Regions from separate parts of the Zea mays genome. Here all the other regions are linked to region 1. The links are chromatin contacts, called in public Hi-C maps. All regions are on one chromosome and are shown on one strand. Each heading gives the region's core, a stretch centred on a gene start, on an enhancer-like site or on the middle of the called end of the contact. The rest is flanking DNA. Distances are from core to core; before and after follow the strand shown. Region 1 holds the start of LOC100282508 (60S ribosomal protein L32). Region 2 holds the start of LOC100193909. Region 3 holds the start of LOC103632978.

The links. A called contact is a pair of places that touch in the nucleus more often than the background predicts.
Region 2: a Hi-C map of tassel shows a contact between it and region 1, with 2.4 times the contacts expected there. The contact joins the promoter of LOC100193909 here to the promoter of LOC100282508 in region 1. A contact is called at or near these places in 3 of 25 Hi-C or Micro-C datasets (ear, leaf and tassel).
Region 3: a contact with region 1 is called in a Hi-C map of leaf, with 10 times the contacts expected there. The contact joins the promoter of LOC103632978 here to the promoter of LOC100282508 in region 1. A contact is called at or near these places in 2 of 25 Hi-C or Micro-C datasets (ear and leaf).

What each region holds. Positions count from the first base shown.
Region 1 is chr7:141,827,575-141,832,287 of Zm-B73-REFERENCE-NAM-5.0, reverse strand. It overlaps LOC100282508 (60S ribosomal protein L32), which reads left to right and starts at 2,731. Exons shown (of 4, transcript NM_001155417.2): 1 at 2,731-2,902; 2 at 3,036-3,125; 3 at 3,897-4,078; 4 at 4,213-4,546. The coding sequence starts at 3,036. The coding sequence ends at 4,342. It overlaps LOC100282031, which reads left to right. Exons shown (of 6, transcript NM_001154944.1): 3 at 1,089-1,151; 4 at 1,585-1,675; 5 at 1,753-1,857; 6 at 2,126-2,406. The coding sequence ends at 2,202.
Region 2 is chr7:142,208,743-142,213,505 of Zm-B73-REFERENCE-NAM-5.0, reverse strand. It overlaps LOC100193909, which reads right to left and starts at 1,446. Exons shown (of 7, transcript NM_001138981.1): 1 at 1,318-1,446; 2 at 388-1,183. The coding sequence starts at 461. It overlaps LOC103632982 (protein trichome birefringence-like 4), which reads left to right and starts at 1,710. Exons shown (of 4, transcript XM_008654685.2): 1 at 1,710-2,169; 2 at 2,495-2,630. The coding sequence starts at 1,965.
Region 3 is chr7:142,274,491-142,278,767 of Zm-B73-REFERENCE-NAM-5.0, reverse strand. It overlaps LOC103632978, which reads left to right and starts at 1,964. Exons shown (of 9, transcript XM_020541162.2): 1 at 1,964-2,460; 2 at 3,346-3,655; 3 at 3,744-3,856; 4 at 3,968-4,043; 5 at 4,172-4,200. The coding sequence starts at 3,491.

The DNA.
Region 1 (4,713 bases), core at 1,482-3,981:
TACTTGTCTTTTTTGTTGTCCTATTGAGTGGGCATTTGGAACTATCTTGCTTGTGATCTTTTTCATCACATCTCATGCAAGTTATACGTTCTCTTATCATTTTCTTTCCCTTTGTATTGGTTGGAGCAGTAGTATTATCATCTCCGTTGATACCGTTATTATCTTGACACATTTTCGCTTGTGGCCACCTTTCATATGTCCTTTTAGTCTTAATTTTCTTCGTCTTCCTGCAGTTTTTTTAGCAAGTGGTGCAACAACAACAAAAGATAGTTTGACTTTGGCCATTAGATTTTGTCAGTCAATGGCTCAATTTCTAACATAAGCATTCTTTAATTTATTCACCGAGTTATACTCATACACAAATTATTCAAGGTTAACTTAACTTACTGTTGTCTGGTTACAAAGGTCAATACATATTAACATGGCTTACCAGTATGTTACCATTCAAGACAAGTGCATGTCATTTGATTTAACTTTATAACATGTCTTTCAATTTTCTTGCTATGGTCTCAAAACTTTACACTGCAATCAGCAAATGGTACAATTTTCAAGTCCCCGAAACCTCAGTATTTGCTCTAAACTGAAGTATAATATTTGGAAGTATCATTCTTTTAGGTAGTCTATATAATATTTCATTTTTTTCCATAATTGCATGATCATTTCTTTAATCCTATCAAGAAGCTTAACAATATGTAAGCCTTTAATGTCTCATCTCCGATTATTGAAGATCTTTTTCTGTATTCAATATTGACCTCTAATGATATTGAACCTTAGCAAGAGGTCTTCAATAACAAGATATAAGATATTCAAGACTTACGTGTTGCTGAGATTGCTGATAAGATTATAGAATTGAACATGCAATTATAGAACAAGAGAATAAATATTTGATACAGACTACCTGAAGGACGGACACTTTGAACTATTATTCTTAAGATCAAAGAAAATAATAGAGATTTGGGACACTTAAAATTGTACCATATGCTAATTGGAGTGCAAAAATTTAGGATCGCATGTGCTGCCATCATTTGCACCAATTATTTTAGGCAGGTTCTTATATTGATGCTATGCCTGGGTATTTTAAAATGCAGTACAAGCCGGAATCATGCAGCATTCAAGCTCACAAAGGTGACAAGGTTAAAGTTCACTACCGTGTAAGTCTACTGCTATGCCTTCTCATCTGTCCCCTTATGTTGCCAAATGTATCATTATTGACAGATGTCCTCCATTGAACTAACTGAATGCTTTTTTACAGTAACTGTCGCACCTATATTGTTTCTCTTAGCTCATTCAGTTCTGGTCTGTATCTGTATGCCATAGGCTTTGTCACCGCCGCCACTAGATTTATTGCCAATTCCAGTTAACAATAAAACATTGTAACTTTTGTTGGATTCTGGAAAGTGGGGCATTTACAATAGTGCATTGTAATATTTTGAAAAATGGTATTATTATCGGTTTTAAAACTTTGAGCAGAACTGTTAATTCAACCACCCTACATTGGTTCAAGAAATTGTGATACTAGACAATACTTGGTGATCACAATAACTATCTTCTGAGTTATGTTCACTTGCTGTGATTTTTTTACAGGGAAAACTTACTGATGGAACGGTTTTTGATTCAAGCTATGAAAGAGGTGACCCGATTGAATTTGAATTGGGCACTGGACAAGTGATCAAAGGTGATTAATTGGCATGTCTACTCTTTGTGTTGGTTGTGTTATGTTTCTCTGTCTGAATTCCTTTATCTACTCTATAGGATGGGATCAGGGTCTCCTGGGAATGTGCGTTGGTGAAAAGCGGAAGTTGAAGATCCCATCAAAGCTTGGCTATGGGCCTCAAGGCTCGCCACCTACTATTCCTGGTATGTTTTTTATATATATTTTCTGCTCTTTGTCTTTTGAGCATACAGTTGCGATAGTCACATTTGGATTATTCAAAACACTCTGTGAGGGTAATCATCACATCGTTTGTGCACGGCAAGAGCACGTAGTGGTTTATCTCCATTATCCTGCTAGCACTGCCACCTGAATGGATTCCTGCAATGCCTAGCACTGCCACCTGAATGGATTCCTGCCTAGGTGAACTTCTGCAGGTCATTGATGTGAGCCATTTTATCTTTCTTCTTGCAGGTGGAGCAACCCTCATATTTGACACGGAGCTTGTCGCTGTCAATGGAGAACCAACCAACCAATCTGACGAGCTTTAGATTCATCAAACAAATGAATCCATTCACCTTTTTACTCGGAACTCAGCAGATGTAATACTTTCCAAGAAATGAGCCTTCATTCCCTGCCACTTTCATAGTTTCTTTCGCTGTTCCACACTGACATCTATGATTTTTGGAGCAAACTCTGATCTGTTTTGACTAGTTTACACGTTTGTGTGTGGAATCTGAAGAGCTGTTCTGAAATGTTACTTTCCTTTTTTAACCATTAGGGCCTTGGTTCAGGCTTCATTTGCATAAATGGGATCCATAAATGATTCGGTTATTTTTTCACTTGATCATCCCAGTGTCGGTAAATAAAAAAGGTTCCGAAAGTTTTCTATGAAATCAGATTTCACAATCCTACACTGTTAACGAACCATCCTAAAATATAAAAATGAACCATCCTAAAATATAAAAACGAAGTTTAGCGACAAGAACTGGACTTCTGGGCTGGATTGGATTAGTAAGAGGCCTATTGGTCTATACACGCTTTGTTGTCTTTCACTGTGTTTAAGGTGGATAGAGCCCATAAACGACCACGCGCCCACGGTGAACTGCTTGTCTAGGGTTCAGGGATAAAAGACCCGCTCCTGTCCCGCAGGCAACTGAGCGCCGGCCCGCCCGCCCGCCCACCAGCCGCCGCCGCACCGCCACCGCGCGACCTCCCTTCTTCGCCGCAAACCGCTCTGGGCGCTTGAAGGTACGGCCACCTCTCACCGCACTCTCCATCCCCACCGCACTCTCCATCCCCACCGCTACCACTGTTTGGTTGGTTGGTGTGGTACACATCCAGAACTGAAATTCCCCCCTTCGCCACCACTGTGTATCCGCAGATGGCGGTGCCGCTGTTGACTCAGAAGATCGTGAAGAAGCGGGTCAAGCAGTTCAAGAGGCCCCACCTCGACCGCTACAAGTGCCTCAAGGTACCACACGATCCCTTGAAGCTCTCATTCTGCGTGCTAAAGAAACATTTGCGCTCATCGTTGGTCCATCTGCCGGCTGCTAGTTAACCTTGTTTTAGGTCCACCTGAACAACTGTCACATGTGCACCAATTTGAATAACTTGGATCCGTTTCAGTTTGGAAGATGCTAGTGACAGCTTGCTGGCTTGCGTTCGATTTAGAATCTTGCTCCAACCGCCCGAAGTGTAAGCTTAGCTTCTGAAGTGCTGGATTAGTATAAAAGCTTTCCTCATTTTAGGATGCGTCCTTTGGTTGATGCAACAGTTTGTGGCCAAGCAATTGTTAAAACTTGAAAGTGACCAAATCCCTCGTTTGTGGAAGTTGATAGTTTTCACCGCTATAATTCCACTTATTATGTAGCTGTGATAAATCAAAAACAATACTGTGCAGTGTAGCAAATGCTCATTACTTCTGACCCAGTTTGCTACTGGGTGAATCAGAAATGCGTCATGCACAATACTGTACCAGTGTAGCTAATTGCCGTTACTTCTGGTCATGTTTGTAACTGGGTGAATTTGAAATGTGTCATATCCTGCCTAAACCTGCTAGAGTTTTTTTTCTGTGGAGGGCCATGAATGAGTCTTGAATATGACTTGTAGGTCCAGCAATAAGTAGACATCCTATAAAAAGATGTGTGCAACTTTCTAATTCGTTGGGTCCCTATATTTATGTCATCTAGCATAAACATTCCTATTAATTTTAAGCTAATTTTACCAATGCTGTTTTCTGCAGCCAAGCTGGCGCAGGCCCAAGGGTATCGACTCCCGTGTCAGGCGGAAGTTCAAGGGATGCACCTTGATGCCTAACATTGGATATGGCTCTGACAAGAAGACCAGGCACTACCTCCCCAACAAGTTTAAGAAGTTTGTCGTGCACAATGTTTCTGAGCTGGAGTTGCTTATGATGCACAACAGGTATGCATTTTTTTGTGGGGGGGGGGGTGGGGGGGGGGGTGGGGGTTCTTCAGTAAACTTGCCTATTTCAGGAGCGCCCCCTTTTGTATCAAAACCATCAATTGTTTACTAATATTTGTATTCCTTCGCAACAGGACATACTGCGCTGAAATCGCACACAACGTGTCCACTAAGAAGCGCAAGGAAATCGTGGAGCGAGCTGCTCAGCTTGACATTGTGGTCACCAATAAGCTTGCCCGTCTCCGCAGCCAGGAAGATGAGTAAACTGTTTCTAGCAGTAGTTTTGGAATGGTGCGGCTTTAGAGGACTTGCTGTGTATGATGATTCAGTTATCATTTCTTTTTGCTTCATGATTCTGAGTACTGTGAACCCACTTGCTATCAGTAGCAACTTAACTGTGGCACTGTTATTATCTTTTACCATCTCAAATACAGCAGTTTTGATATAAAAAAAATGTCTGCATTGGTTAATGTTAATCTGTGTTTTTGTTGGCGCCCAGCAGCCACTGCTTGCAGTCTGTTTTGCACGTGTCAAATTCTCTTCTTGCTGCAAGTGGTGTCCACTGCCTGGGTTCTTAGGCTATCTCTAACAACTTACTCATCTCCATCTTGTTTCAAACTCTACTAGGAAAACGA
Region 2 (4,763 bases), core at 197-2,696, 380 kb before region 1:
AAAAGGGCCCCACCCAAAACCCACCTCCCTCGCCTCTTTAGATCGGTGGATAAAAGCTCCTCATTTCCCATTCACGATTCTACAGCACATCCCTTTCACGCTATGCAAATTTGGGGTTTAGATATAACCGATTCCTCATATCCCATCCACAGTCATCATTTTCCACTCGCCAAACACCAACTAAATATCTCTGTGTGCTGATTTTCAGTTAATAAACCAACAACCTATATGATGTGATCTCTAATTCTTTTACCATCTATATAAGTTACAAGATGTAGAAGGAAACATGCGAAGTGCAAAATATAGTAAGTAATCAAGATAGCAAACACGTTCCTTTTAGCATCACAAAAGAAGCAAATAAATCAGGTTATGCAAACAAGGCCTAACCTTTGCCTAACTTTAACCTGCTGTGCTAGCCTCCAGATATCTGAAATCATCAAATGCTTGTATTGATAAGGCATTCAAAAATACACCAGGTGTCCTAATGCAAAATGGACATCAATAATGTGAAAATGTGAGATACTGTGATGGATGTAAATGTATGAAAATGAACTATGTGTTTGGTTTCCTTAAAAACATGGAGTCTAATTTAGCGATACACTAATACTATGAATTAAGACTGCACTGAATTAATAAAAGCAAGGATTGCAAAAAGGCACAATAACACAACCAAGGACTATGAACTTGTTTGTTTGAAATCAGTAGGGTGAAAACAAGAAAAACATCGTATTTTTCTTTCTTTCTCAACTGAAATGGCAGGCAGACGTTTGATCTTAGCGTCACATAAAAACCCATGATATAAAGGCACATAGCAGGATGCTCGTGGGTCTAACTACATATACACAAGTTACTTGTCACAGTCGTGGAAAACCAGCAATCGTTTGAACATCAGATCAGTCTGCATTTGATGCGTCTAATATCATAAAAGATTAGCAGTTCCAACATCTAACAGCTCAGAGTTTGGTATGATCTTTTTTAGTGCACAATACAGAAGCAGTGTAGAATCTAAAGCTGATTCACATCGGGAAATGATAATGCAAGGTGTCAGGAAAAGACTAGCGAGGATAGGAGCTCACGGAACGACATATGGATCTTGATGAGGCGGAACTCTTCCGGCGTGATGCCTCGCTCCCGGTCCGCCGCCGGCACCAGGTCCACGTCCTCGGGGTCCAGCAGCTGCTTGCTGCACATCCCAGCAACAGCAGCCAGGGGCGACACCGCCCTAATCAGCCGCTGAGCTTACCGCGGTCCGCGGAGCCACCAAATCGAGAGGCGCGAACGGGGAGGAGGGGGGCGACGAGGCCGGGGGAGGCTTACCAGTGCGACGACGTCCAGAAGTTGGCGGCCATCGTGGACCCGCGGTCCCGGTGAGCCCTGCGGAGACTCCCGCCGGGCGAATCGGTGGAGGAGGAATCGCCGGCGCCGGCGACTCTCAACAAGATTGAGTGGTAAAGCAGAAGCAGAACCATCAATTGGTCAGGACGACCCAGCCAGCATTATGGGCCGCCTCGGGGAATTCGAAGCCCGCATTGCGCTACTAGGCCTACCAAAAACGTTAGCTAGCTCCCCAAGTTTCGAGTCCTCTGAAAATCCAAAGGTTTCGCAGGGAAGTGGGCCTGGATCAGGCCCGGCGTATTCAGGACCTGTAATCAAGCTTATCTAGTACCACACCTCGGCTCCGTGCTCCCGCCCCCGTTTCCCGCCCACGTCTCCCTCGCCAGATTGCCGTCGTCGCCCCTCCGCCTCCGACCGCGCTCACGACCTGGTCTTCTCCCGTCCTGTCGAGACAACCCAGCCCGCAGAACCGTGCCCGTCCCCCTCCCGAGACTTCCGTCGCGCCTCCCCTCGGCTCAAGATTGTCATCACCCCCAGCCGGCGTCTGGCACCTGCCCCGCTCGCTATTTCTCGGGTCCGCATCCACGGAGACAGTCCCACTCGCGTAGTCGTGTGATTCCCGGATACGCATGCCCGTCGCAAATGCCCCCCTTCGCGCCCGCCGGCCCTCTCGCGATGTCGACCCTAGGGCATCCTCTCCCCCGCCGAGCAGCAGCGACGACGCCGTCTACGCCCATCGCGCGCATCGCCGCGAAGTCTCTCGTCCCGAAACTCCAGCCGAAGGAGAGCGAAGATGCGGAGGAGCTGCAACGGCTACCGCGTCCTACGAAGCAGGTGAGTGACGAACCGTATCTTGCTTCGTCCTATCCATGGATCCTGCATTGTGGTTGGGATGTTGATCTCGGCCTCTCGAGCAGGCGGGAGACAGAAATGTTTCGGCCTTATGTGCAATGCTTGGCTGTGGTGGCTCCCAGATTGAGTTGTGCCTGCGAGTGGTTGCATAGATCAGTTTTGTGTTTGGGTTGTGATGGTGGAGAATTAGAGTGGATACTCCTGATGCCTTCTGTTGTAACTTCATTTCAAATCAATTTTGAACTAACATTGTAGGGGTTCAATGCTTTCTTTTAATCATTTTGTGGCATGTCTGATGTTTTCACAGGTGTACTCATGATCCCTCTGTATCCTACGGGATCATGCCCTCACATCGATGAGTCCTTCAACTGCCACCTCAACGACCTGCCTGACAAAGCTTACGTGAGGCTCCAGTGGCAACCCAGCGGATGTAGAATCCCAAGGTGAGAAAAGTTTACTGCAACAACTACACGTTTTAGTTATTGGCGTGTGACAAAAGCAGTTCTACATTGCTGCTTTTTTTATAGTTCTGTTATTTGTGTTGCTTATGTTAGATTGAACCAAACTGGTATGTTGGAGAGGCTGAGAAGAGACTGGTTTTGTTCCTGATTCGCAAAAGGAGGGTTTGAGAAGTTGAATTACTTATCAAACCTATGGGATGCCTGTCTACATGTCTCGACAGCACCGTTAACCTTGCCTTCGAGATCTACCAACCAAAGCACACTTATGTCTCGCTGCACCACAGCATCATCGTCTAGAAATAACACCTTGTTAAGCTTTAGGAAGATCTCTTGGAGATAGAATCTTAGATGGTTGAGAATTGGCAGTTACTTGGGGTTCCAAAACTTGGGATTTACATCATGCCTAGCATGCCCAGTTCTGAAGTAGTAATCAATCATACACTGGGTTTCCAACTGCTTCAGAACTTGACTGTAGCTTGAATTTAACCATGTAAAGTCTTCAATGTTCTTAATCTAAATAGCAGCTTTACCCAATGGATTAGCCAGGAACCACATTTTCATTGCAACATTGAATTTAACCATGTAAAGTCTTCAATGTTCTTAATCTAAATAGCAGCTTTACCCAATGGATTAGCCAGGAACCACATTTTCATTGCAACATAGTTAAGCCTATTTGTCACAATGTGAATACATGGTTTTTTGGTTTATGCATTAAATATAGCATCGAAAGGTTAGTAGTAAAAAATGATTAAATCGATTAGAATATTCAACATAAAAGAAGGTGGCGTCTTCATTCACAATAATTAACTGAACACTTAATCGGCAACTTAATATCTTTCCGAGGCCAAGTGGTATACCTTAGCATAGACAAGGGTTGAGTTAACAACTGCAGTCGCCAATACATTATCTGAGAACAAGGCATAACGATAGAGTTTGTGGTCTTCCGGGTTCTCCACGTAGGGAAAGTCTTTACTCTTTGAGTTTGTGAAATAGTACTCATTTGTAAGCCACAGTGTAAGGCAATGGAGACCCTTGTGTAGAGATTTTTGCTGCCACTTGTGCTAGGTAGTTAGCTTGCATTTTGTTTGATTCGAGTTGCTGCTCTCATGAGTGAAGGACTGTTTTGAGCCTATTCACGCACGACACTAAAACAACTATCATGAATTTTCATGCACTTCACAAATATTTGCTCTATTGCTCTAATTTTGCTTTAGCGATACATTTTTACACAGATCCAGCAATGCAGAACTTGCTCCAATTGCTGGATTGAGTTGATTGCCATGTCAGATTTCTGCATTTGACTCCTCCAATTCCTTTAAACTGTTTTTCTGCATAAATTACTAGACAAAATAAAGCCCCTGCATTGCCTATCAAAATTTAGATTTACAAATTGAATACAAGAAACATTTAGCATGTGTGCTGTTCTATGGACAAATATTGATGAATAGAGGGAGTACTAAGTAATAATAAAGTGTAAACTTCTATTGATTTGACCACGCCATAATGATGTTTGCGTCAGCCTAACTCGGTTGAGTCTAGAAACTTGCTCTTTTGATACATAGCTTATGACCACAGTTTAGTGCAGAAACTCAGTTTAGTGCAGACACTCAATTTAGTTGTTTTGATGTATTCCCTATATTTCCCTACCCTGCATTTGGTAATTGTTTAGCCCCTCAATTGCCGCAAGATCAATACAGTAATGCCTAACTCAATTTTAGTCTGTACACCACCATGAATAGTGATCCTTGACATGGACATCCATGATAAAATGACTGGAATGAGCTGAATGGCTATGTTGCAGTTCATGTGTGCTAGACTGCTAGCTTGTTTAAAATGGAAAGATTTTTCAATAAATAAAGTGTCATCTTTGTATAGTTGTTTGTGTCGTCTTAGTTTGGCATTGCTATGAAAACTCTTAAAGAGAATAGCAGTGTTGAACATCACCTTTATATAGTTCAGGGTGGCCATAAATGAAATTTGAAAACATAGTCAAATTTGAAAATTCTCTGTAACATACTTTTTTGAAAACATGATTATGCACACCTAACTGCTATTTTTCATGTTCATGTGTGTTTACGATAAACCTTGCTGCTTTGTTTGTGTTATTATTTTTTT
Region 3 (4,277 bases), core at 715-3,214, 450 kb before region 1:
GGTCCTAGAGGTAGTAAGTCACTTGTTTACTCCATGATGACAATAGCAAGCAGATCGCGGTGGTGCCTATGGATGCTACAACAAGAAAGATCAAAAGTTCTTTTAGATGGATGGCTAGATATTTTGTTTTGTATTTTCTCCAAAAGAGAAATTTGCAAGTGAACTTAAAATTGTGAAACCAACATGTGGTTGTACTAGCTAGTATCTCTGAGCTTTCACAAGCCAAACTTAGTGTTGTTGCTACTTATTTTGATCTTTATTACAACAAAAGCAAACTTGTGAACTTTATGTATGAATGCAGTACAATTGTTATTGTCATGAATGAAAACATGAGCTATGTCAACATGAGCTATGTATGAATGCAGTACAATTGCTATGTATGAATGCAGTACAATTGTTATCTGATGTTGATGATAATTGGAAACTGCTAGTAATATATTTTTTTAGGCTCATATAGTCGTAGCGTTTGATTGTTAGTCGGTAAAAATACATATATCGCATCAGACAGTGTGTCGGTATAAGTTCTAACAGACTGTCTGTCGAGATAAATATGTTAGTCGGTATATCTTTTTAACGTCTAACCGTCCGTCGGTATAAACATGTCTGTCGCTATATGTTTATGCCGACGCCACTTACAGCGTCAGAAAGTGTTAGTCGGTATAACTCTATAGCGACTGATAGTACGTTGCTATAACGGTTTATACCGACTGTAAGTAAGTCGTTATAGCTAGGTTGTGGTATAGTGTATAAAAGGGTAAATAAATCATAGACGAATTATATTGTATTTACTTAATATATTGAATCATTGAATACAATAATACCTCTGCCTTGGCAAAGGTTGGTTCCCGAAAGATGCGATTACAATTACCAGAATCCGTGAACAGTAAAGGAATACTATTCACTATTTATAGGCACAGGACGCAGCCTGTGAGGAATTACAAGTATGCCCCTTATAAAAGTTTACAACATTGACTCAGACCTTTATGGACTAAAAGGTCATTCTATCTTTAAGTCGGTTTGTAATACCGAAGCTTCATGAAGAGGAACCTTCGGCCATCTTATGCAAACAGCTTCAGCCGAAGACCGCTTCTTCCTATAAGACCTTCGGCGACGAAGCATGGACCCAACAACTTGCCTCTACCATGATGCCATCCACCCCTCGTCACCCATCCCATGCTCGGTAACTCATCATGTTGCATATGCGCAGATCATGCCGCCGAGGCCGAGCCGAGGGACACATGGCGAGGCGGGATCGGCCGGCGGCGAGATCGAGTTGTGCTCTCAGGCACGACCGGTGCGGCAACCCCGGCCGGACAGACAGGTTTGTCCCTGCACCGCTTGTCTTTTGGGAACGGCGACAGCGCGCATGATTGCGACGGCCTGCTGCCGCAGCGACGAGACACCAGTTGAGAGGAGGCACCGAGAGGGCACACGAGGACAAGCGCGCATCGCTGGGAGGGATTGCCGTGTAGCTCACAAGATTACACGGCCGATCCGTGGAGTGTAGTGCCGGCCGTTGCGGTGTGCCCATTTGCGCGTAGTATTGGCTGGGAGAGAATATTTGTACGCGGGAAACGCCATTGTTCCAGGGCCAGCAGATCGATTCTGCAGCAGTCTAGGATCCCGTTCCCATACATGGTTCTCAGATTTAACAATGGCTCCGATCCACATCTGTCGAGTTGGCATGACCAAAACTGTGTCCCTAGGCAGATCGGTGGTTGAGCTGCATCGTCCACCTGCATGGGCTACAGCCTACAGAGGTCCCATGGGCCATGGTCCATCACTCACAGCGTTCTTCAGATGGAGGTCGCCTCTGTGTGCAGGAAAGAAAGCGACGTCCTCTGCAGATACAGTTCGATCCTTTCCTATCCACGCCGGACGCCGCCCCACACCATCCCCCTGGATCAGTGGATCATATGGTACTATTATACTAGTGTTTACGGTTGAAAAGTAGACAATTTTTAGAATCAGGGGCGGACCCACAGGGGGCAAAGTGGGCCATAGTCCCCCTGAAATTTTGACAGTATTTATATGTGTAATATAATTTACTATAAAATACAGAAAATGTAAAAGGCATAATAGACTAAAATCAACTTTATTGGGCCTTCTCTTTGTCAAGCCGAGGCCCAATAGCTATCTTCGGCTTGCTTCTTCCCATGTGCCTCTCTCTGTCAATTGTCAAGCCGCCGCCACTTCTTGCCTTCTTGGCTTCTTGTATGCATGTGCCCGTCCAGGTCCAGGCATCCAGGCTCAGCGTCTAGGGACCAGCCCCAGCCCTGGCGGCCGGCGTGGCGGCACACAGTGCCCGGCGCCTCCGTCCACTTCCCGGCCCGGCGCGACGTTGGCCCCGGCGCCTCGCTCATCCGCTTTCGTCTTCCGGTGCAGCACAGGCGAGTAGCGCTTGCGACGACCCGGCCCGTCGGTCTCCGCTCCCTTCCATCAAGGCAAGCAGTCAGGAAGGTAAGCAAACAAGCTATGCTAGATTTGCAATTTTGCATAACTGATAACTGACACCTTGAACTCTATGCGGCTATGCGGCAGTAGTTGTTTATAATGTAGTTGTTTATTAGTTGATTTTGTCATGTGGTTTTTGGCCCCCTGAATTCCGTCCGCCACTGTTTTAGATTAATAACAGAACACAGACAGCGACAATCTTTAAAACAAATATAAACATAGTTCGTACATAACTCAGATTAAATAACATGGATACAAAAAATAGTGTGAGTATAGCTCGTACACTAGTCACCTCAAACAACATGAACATAAATCGGTAGTTAGATTAAACGTGAACAGAGACACTGAATCATGAGGTGTGTATCTTTCGCAAGAACTAGATTTTTGGAGACCTCTCGAACAGCGCGTGTACGTAGACGCTGTGATGGAGAAACTATTGATAACGCAACAACCAAAAGAGAAAAATACTAATTCAATACTCACACGCTATATATTGCTAATTAATGTTGCGCCTTTCATCTTTACTCGTGGAATCCATTAGAAGACATAGATATTGGACCTTTGAGATTTATTAAAATTTCTACATGTGGTCTTAGGGAAACTAGACTATATAGATTGTAACAATTGCCACCATATCTCAGATTCTCAGTGTAAAATATTTTTCTTCTACTATTATTATAAAAGAAGGATAATAAATCAAGATACAAATAATATTGTTATTAATTAACTAAAATAGAAAATAGAAAATTTACTAACACATTGTGAGGGGGTGGGACTATAGGAACAGTAGATTAAACAAAAATAAAATATGCATAAAATATTTGAGAATATATAACTGTAATTGAGTTTCTGTAATATATAACTGTAATAAAATTTCTGTGTTTCAAACAGACATCTGACCGGGTCAGACGATACAGCCCATATACGTACGTCGAGTCCTCAAAGTTCGATTCTACGACCATCGCACCCATCTTGGCCCAAAGTACTTCCGCGCCGCGCTACGAACGAGGCCATCCGCCGCCACACGCCGTAGGCCATGCCGCTGAGGTCGGAGACCGGCACTGCTGGGGAGGGCGATGAGGAGCAGCGGTTGCGGGCTGCTCTGCGTCACCTGCAGGCGGAGGCGGGGGTGCTGGAGCGCCTGGTGTACAAGCACCGGAACCAGCACCGTGGCGCCGCCTATTTCCAATACCTCCTCAAGGTGAGGCCCGGTCGCTCCTCTACTGCTCTACATCTCCTGATGAAACCTCCCACCCCGCTAAGCGAGTGGCGAGTTTCTATGCGCGCAGGTGAGGAGGGACCTCAAGCTTCTGCTCGGCGCCGGCCTCGCGGAGGTCCTCAACGCCGTGTTCCCAGTTCTCGCATGCCGCAAGCCGGCCAACACGATCCTCGTCCCCAACAAGTCAGTCTGTTATTTTATTTACGCCTCTTGCAAATTTCACTTGCTCTGATTAGTGGTTACTTGAATGTTCAATGTTTGGTTTTTTACATTTTTTTCTGAATTCTGATATAGGCAGACTAAGAAGAAACCTGGTGCAAACCACAGCCATCACCAGAGGCTTTTGGGTGTAGCCCGCTTGTTATCCCAGGTATGTTTTCTGTTTGTTGAGCAATGTGATTGGAATCTTGACTTATGTATAGGCCTGAAGTGAGATTTCATACTTTGCCCAGTTTAATATCGTATAAAACCTCAGTCAAATTTCTCGGTCCCTTGCAGATGTCTGAACCTGTTATGAAGGCAGCAATGTATCCTTTTTATTCTGCTTGCTACATCATGCTTCTGTTTAGTTTCTTAGGTAACAAATAGGACTAGTTGTGCACTT